2 separate regions of the Sus scrofa genome follow, and region 2 is linked to region 1. The links are chromatin contacts, called in public Hi-C maps. All regions are on one chromosome and are shown on one strand. Each heading gives the region's core, a stretch centred on a gene start, on an enhancer-like site or on the middle of the called end of the contact. The rest is flanking DNA. Distances are from core to core; before and after follow the strand shown.

Region 1 (3,535 bases), core at 429-2,928:
CTGTACCTGCGGCATATGGAGGTTCCCAGGCTAGAGTCAAATTGCAGCTGCAGCTGCCAGCCTACACCATAGCCACAGCAAGGCCAGACCCCAGCCACATCTGTGACCTACACCAGTTTGCAGCAATACAGGATCCTTAACTCACTGATCAAGGCCCCGCCTCCGATTCTTAACCCACTGACCCACAACAGAAACTCCCAAAATTTTGTTTTAAATATGAAAAAAAATGTGTATTTATGTCTAACTGAATCACTTTGCCATACAGCTGAAATTAACACAACATGGTAAATCAACTATACCTCAGTAAGATAAATTGTAAAAGAAATGTAATTCCAGTCGAGGTATGCCCAGACAAGAACCCACTTCAGGGGCCTGGAAATCAGCTCTGAGCAGCACAGGTTTTTTGCTTCTTTGGCAGGTGGCCGCCCAGCATCCTGATTGGATGGTGCACTCAGCCGTCCCGGCGTCCATCAAACGTTACCAGCGTCTCCCTGGGTCTTCCCCTTTCCCCACCCACATTCCTCTGGGTCCCAGCTCCCCGGGAGCAGCTGGGCTCTTGTCCATCTCCTAATTTGGGCCGCCTCGAGGAGGCCACTGGGGTCAGAGCCTGGGTGCGCCTCAGCGCCAGGCAATTGTGAGACTCGACCCTCTTATTCAGATGCACCAGGGCGCCCATCCCCCCGCCCCAACACTCCGGCCTGCCACGCCCTTCTCATAACCTCTGCGCTCTCATGCCTCTCTTGCCCCTTGTACCAAGGACCACTCCATCATATATGAATTATCTGAACAGGCCCCCGCTTGGCTTCAGAGCTGGAAGGGTCTGGGAGGGGGCGGGGGCGGCTTCAGGCCCCCATTGCATGTTCTTCTGCCCCCCCTTGGCCTCCACAGGACACAGGGCGACCTCTGCAGTGGCCCCCGCCTCTGCCCAGTGGCCCAGGCCAGAATGGTACCCCCTCACGGTCCTTCCACTGGAACATCAATATTTCAGTCCACGAACACAGGTAGATCAATTCCTTCTCTCCAGGGCTCTCTGCAGCCCCAGCAGGAGGCTTCACCCACCCTCCCCAGGGGCGCCTCCACCCAGGCAGCCAGAATGGCCTCCTTCACTTCCAGCCCTGACCACTCCTCGCTGAGGAAGCCGTGCCAAGGCTCTCATCGCCCACCTACCGAAGCCCTGGCTTGCATTCTGGCGCCGCAGGCTGCAGAGTTCCCCGCCCCCGCCCCCTCCCCATTTTCCCTCTAATTCTGATCTGATTGTTGAGTTGAGTGGGTGTCAGGCGGTATCTGGCTTCCTGGTTTGGTCAGCTTCCTCTCCTCCCTTCCACTTACTTTGCAAACGCCTTCTTTAAGAAGGCTCAGGTCCCGGAGCCTGGGCTGATTTAGGGCACCCTCTGGTCTGGGCTCCCTCCACCTCCTTCCTGTCCCCGCCCCGAAGCCAGCTCCACATTTGCATTACCTGCCCGGTAGGGCTGGGGTCGCCCGGAAGGGAGACTGGCCCTGCGTCCTGGCACCGGGCAGTTGGGGGCCCACGGAAAGTGTGTGGAATGAAAGAATGAGTAAATCAACCATGAAAAAGAGGGACCTTGCAACTGCTGACTTCACCCAGACCACGAGGGAGCGGAAAGAGTTGGGGGCGTGGTCACGCTTGACGGACAGGCCCACGGCCCATTGCAAGGGAGGCCGACGGGCCGCCCCGCCAGCCGACGGGCCGCCCCGCCCACCGGCGGCAGGATAAAGGCGGAGCCCGGCGCCGGGCGACTGCGGACAGCTGGTGAGGGTTCACCTGCCGCAGGTGCTCCGGGCGGACGGGGACGAACGAGGACCCACCCAGGGCTGTGCTCTGCCAGGAAGATGCTGCGCGAGCGGACCGTGCGGCTGCAGTACGGGAGCCGCGTTGAGGCGGTGTACGTGCTGGGCACGCACCTCTGGACCGATGTCTACAGGTGAGCTGGGCCACCGCGCTGGCCCGAGACCCCCTCCAACTCCGGGCTCGGCCCAAAATCTAAGCCCCAGAAATCCCGAGACCCTCCCCGGACTTGGAGACGCGGGCAGCCTTCCTCCAGCCCGAGTCATCCCTCGCCCCCGAGGCCCCCGCGCCCAGAAATCTTAAGAACCTCCCGCAGAAACTTGGGAACCCCCAAACCTTGTGTCAACCTCCGCGAGAAATCTAGAGACCTTCCCAGATGCCCTGACACGGCCCCAACCCCCTTTGCTACTCCTTTCCCAGACCCCGCCCCTCACCTCGGGCTTCCCCCCACTGGACCCTCCCCAGTCCCTCTCCCAGGACAACCTCAGCACCTTCCAACTTCCTAGTCATCCTCCCCTCTTTCCCTCCCCGCTCCCCCCACCCCACACGTCCCTTATGCCCCCTCCCTTCTCCTCAGACCCTACTGACTCACCACCCACCTCAACTCAGCGCCTTGCCCCACTCCCAGATCAGCTGAGCCTCCTGCAGGATTTGCTGGAGGCTGAGACTGGGCCAGAGGGGAGCTGCCCAGTGGTGGAATCTGGCTCTAGGGGTTGCCTAAGCTCCAGTTTCACCCTGTGGGGGCTGCTGGTGATTGCCTGTCCCCAGGCACTGGCCATAAGCTCCATGTCCCCAAATGCCTTCCCTTGACTTCACCCTGGGGTCAGGGAGGGACTTTGTTCCCGCAAACCGAGGTGGTGCAGTTGGGATCTTTGTCAGAGGAGAGCTCCTGATTCAGGACCCTGTTGCCACCGGCCCTTTGCTCCTGTCCATGAACTTTGGTGGGGTGCAGGATTTCTGAGACAGTAGGACATGGGGTGAGGGAATTGAAGTCAGGGCCTACCTCCAGCCCCCAGCCCCGCCCCCGGGAAGCAGCCAAGTCCAAGGAGCCATCTCCCTGCGATGCTTGGGGCAGGCCTTGCAAAGTGCGGCTGGTGTGAATGCAGGGCCGAGGGTCTTGGACGGGATCCTGCAGAACCTCTATTCCAAGCATTTGAAATGTTCCCCATTGCTAGCGTGGGAGGGGTCAGTGGTGAGAGGAGGGAGCATGCTGGGCTCAGGGCTGGGACCCCATGCTGATACCCTGGGGCATGTCCCTTAGCCTCTCTGTGCCTTGGGCTAAGCTGGAGGTGCCGAAGTGGCCTATTGCTCCCACATCATTCTGTCATCCGGAGCACCCTGCCTCTCCCAGGCCCCCACCAAACCCCATCCCTGGGTCTTTCCACACACCCTCCCCAGCCCATGCTCTCTGTCACCTCCAGTGGCCCTGGCAGCTCTGTGGGGCCAGTCTTCTGCCACCTCCTCAGCAGGCGCTGTCCTTCCCCTAGGGCAAATGACCCCGTCACCCTGCAGACCAAGGTCTGTCCCCACTCCTCAGCCCCTGGCCTCAGTTGTCCACATGTAAACCTCAGGGGTGGTTTCTGGGCTCACAACACAGAAGTGGAGTGTGGTCCAGGCCTCAGTGGCCTGGGAGGGCTCCCTTCCCTTCCCCACCCCCAATCCTGAACTGGGCCCTACCAGGAAGTGGGCAAGGAGCCAGGATGCTCAGGTCGCTAAGCCTCAGCTGTC
Region 2 (3,535 bases), core at 600-3,099, 210 kb before region 1:
TTGATTGGTGTCGGGCAGGGTGGCCTGGGTGTTGATGGGTTCTAACACCTCAGAACCACCCCTGCCCGACTCTGACTGGATGAGCCTGTTCTACAAGGTCGAAGCTCGCCTCCCTGCCACAGGTGCCCCCTTAGGGTGACAGCTTGCCCAGAAGGACGGGCACAGACTTGGGCTCAGAGCCCCAATCTGCGTCACACTAGTTATGCTATGAGGTGTAGAGGTCTGTGTGTCCTCCCGTGTAAAGGGAGGTAGAACCAGCCTCTTGAAACCTGACTCTCGCGATACCCGATACCCGATCCTCGGTGTCAAACATGTGGCAGCTCCATTAAAAGCCCCACACCTGGGAGACCAGCCTCAGCCAAAGAGCCCATAGGAGTTCAGCCGTGGAGACCTTTTAAGTTAGGCTTCCAAAGCAGGCAATGCGGAAGCTGGTGTCATGGTCACAACACACACAAACGAGACAGACATCCTTGAGCTCGAATCCCTGTGCCGCGGATGACTGGCCTGGGTAGGGCATGTCCCTTCTTCAGTGCCTTAGTTTCTTGGTCTGTAAAATGGGCCCACTTCCCAGGTTTATTGCAAGCACAGAGTAAGGTCAGACGTGCCAAACATTTGGCAGGGACGTTTTCACGGACTCAGGGCCCAGGAAACGCCACCTGTCAGGAGGGAGACTAATACTCCAGGGACTGTATTAGCTCCTTCTCCTCAACGTCCCCCAAGACTCACCTTGTCCCCGTTGACATCGGAGCTCGGGGATGTCATCTTCACCAGCACATCCATGGGATGTGACAGGGGCCACTGGGTCAGGGCAGCCTCCTGCGTGACCTTCCCAGACGCAACGTTGTAGATATCAACCAGGACCCCCGGAGAGCTAGCGATGGTGAAGGACTCGCACTTCTGTGGGGCACACCTGGTTTGCCCAACAAGACAGAATTTAGGGCACAAGAGCCTTACCACTCAGCCTAGTGCAGCAGGCACGGTGGGGGACGGTCCCTACCCACCATCCTCGCAGGCGCGGAGGCACCCTAACTTAGGGTCAGGGCAAGTTTTTGGGTCCTAACACAACTTCATCTTTCCTCTTACCACGCCCCCCTCCAAGGACCCCCGGGTCTTCCCTCCGACAAGCTCCAGCTCAGACCCCATCATCTCACTGATGTTCTAGAAGTTACCAAGATACAGCTTATTTATAAAGGCCAACTCCCGAGGAGGGGAGAGCCATTTGTCTGAGCCGCAAGGGACCCCAGTAGAGGAAAACATGGCTGGGGTTTGGGAGGTCTGTGCTGTGACCTGGGAGGGAAGCTGGCCTTGCGAGCGAGTCACCTCCCCACGGAGGCTCCAACTTAATCCTCACGGCTGCCTCGAGAGCTGGCCTTGACCTCGCCCTGTTTTACAGGTGAGGGGACCCAGAGGGAGCGAGGCCCTCGCTTCTAAGGCCCCATAGCCCCCCAAAGGGCAGAAGCAGGATTTAGGTCCAAATCTGGCAGCAGCATCAGGACTGTGAGGCCCCTAAACACCCAAATTAGGCTCCCCGTGATGAGCTGGGAAGAAGGGGCAGAGAAGGGAGGTAACCCCCAATGCCTGCTTCACCTAGGGACAGCCCCCGGCAGGAAGCCAGGCCACCAACATCCCCCTAGCCCCGGCCGCATCTCCTCACCCACTGAGATCTAAGCAGATTTCCATTCCCAACATGCAAGTGGAATGGACAGGGCTGTCCAGGGACAGATGGATGATGCTCTGAAACGACATGGCCAGGCCCTCTGGACGGACCGCCCCCAGGCCTGCGCACCAAGCCTTGCTTGGCACAGCAGCCTCAGATAACCCCAGGACGCCCCCTCGCCCTCCCCTCTTATGGGCTCAGGGCCTCTCCAGCCCGCCCCCTCATTAAGGAGGCTTCAGCAGCAGCCCAGGCGTAACTGATTTTCGGGAGAAGGAGGAGGAACAGCTGGGTCAGAGCTCGTGCACCACTAATTTATTAAGCAGCTCGTGCCTACGGACTCAAGGAGGCTGAGGCTGGCTGCCTAGGTCTCTGGCCCTCTGGGAGTGAGAGGGTCCCTTGTGGACACTGTGGGGGACCACCTGACCCCCCTTCAGGATGGAGGCCCTTATTCCCCAGCTGCTGAGCGTGTTGGCTTCTAGCTTCTGACAGCGAGCTCCTCTCCTGGAATCATCCACCGCTGATTCCCAAGGCGACAGCAGATACGTCCAATATGGGGCGACAAATGGCAGTCTGCTTGTCTTAAATCAGGACAATGCAGAGGGCCCAACCCAGCCCCAGAGCATCCCAAGGCATTACCCCCAAATTTTGTGATCACCGCATCCCAGTTCATCACCTCCCACTGCCTGCCTCTCCCCTCAACTCCCTCCCAGGTGTGGTTCCTAAGAGCACCTCCCACCATCCCACCCCTACCCCCACCCCCCATCCAAATTTCCATCTTAGAATCAGTTTCCGGGAAACAAGCCATAAAAGCCACCAAATAATCTCCATGCACAAGTTCGAAAGTTGCACAAAAGAACCCCCCCAACTTGCTTTTATTAAGGTAAATCTGCCCCCACAAAAAGGGAATGATAAGGGTGACTTTTTATATGTCCTTCTGGTCCCAAGACTATGGCCAGAGGGATATGAAGGTCACCAAGGAGAATTTGGAGGTTGCCAAGGACTTGTTTTAAAACGGTTTCAAGTCTGATCGAGAACTCGGACACGTGGAAACAAAGAAGATAATATGAATGTTTAAAACCATGTTTTCAGGGGGAAAGATGATCATTAGGTGATGCAGGACCGTGGTAATCATATTGCAGCCTAGAAATGTATCAGTTGTACACGTTCGTACAGCTTAAACGTACACAACGTATGTGTCAATTACATCTCATTAAAGTAAGCGTTAAGTCTTGCCTCTTTCCTGACTGGGTGGAATGCAGGTGCTTGGAAAGGGGATGCTTGGCTTCTTCCCCTTCTACCTGCCCGGCTGGCAAATGGTGGTTCCTAACCTGTAGGAGGTTAGCTTAATAGCCCCCGAAAGATATCAGGTCCTAATCCCTGGAACCTGCGGGCAGAGTCTTCGTGGTTGTGACTAAGTTGGCACATGTGACTAAGAGTGTTTGAGCTGGGAGATTATCCTGAATTATCCTGGCCCTAAATGCCATCACAAGGTGTCTTTATTTATTTTTTTCTTTTTAGGGCCACCCCTGTGGCATATCAAAGTTCCTGGGCTAGCGGTCGAATGGGAGCCCCACCTGCAACTCTACGACACAGCTTTGTGGCAACGCTGGAGAGTTAACCCACTGAGCAAGGCCAGGGATTGAACCTGCATCCTCAGGGAGACCAGTCATGTTCTTCACCCACTGTGCCACAATAGGAACTCCACAGGTGTCTGTAGAAGAGAGGCAGAGGGAGATGCGACATACACATGAGACGGCAGTGTGACCACACAGGCCCAGATTAGAGTACTGCAGCCACCAGCCGAGGCCTGCCAGCGGCCACCAGCAGCTGGAAGAGGCAAAAAGCATATTCTCCCTCAGGGCCTCACAGAGGGACGCA

The links. A called contact is a pair of places that touch in the nucleus more often than the background predicts.
Region 2: a Hi-C map of epiblast stem cells shows a contact between it and region 1, with 2.3 times the contacts expected there. The contact joins the promoter of PADI6 here to the promoter of PADI2 in region 1. A contact is called at or near these places in 13 of 47 Hi-C or Micro-C datasets (adipose tissue, blood, brain and 8 more).

The regions. Positions count from the first base shown.
Region 1 is chr6:75,754,120-75,757,654 of Sscrofa11.1, reverse strand. PADI2 (protein-arginine deiminase type-2) reads left to right here and starts at 1,678. Exons shown (of 16, transcript XM_003356166.4): 1 at 1,678-1,943. The coding sequence starts at 1,852.
Region 2 is chr6:75,968,169-75,971,703 of Sscrofa11.1, reverse strand. It overlaps PADI6 (protein-arginine deiminase type-6), which reads right to left and starts at 1,849. Exons shown (of 16, transcript XM_013999025.2): 1 at 1,655-1,849; 2 at 727-910. The coding sequence starts at 1,746.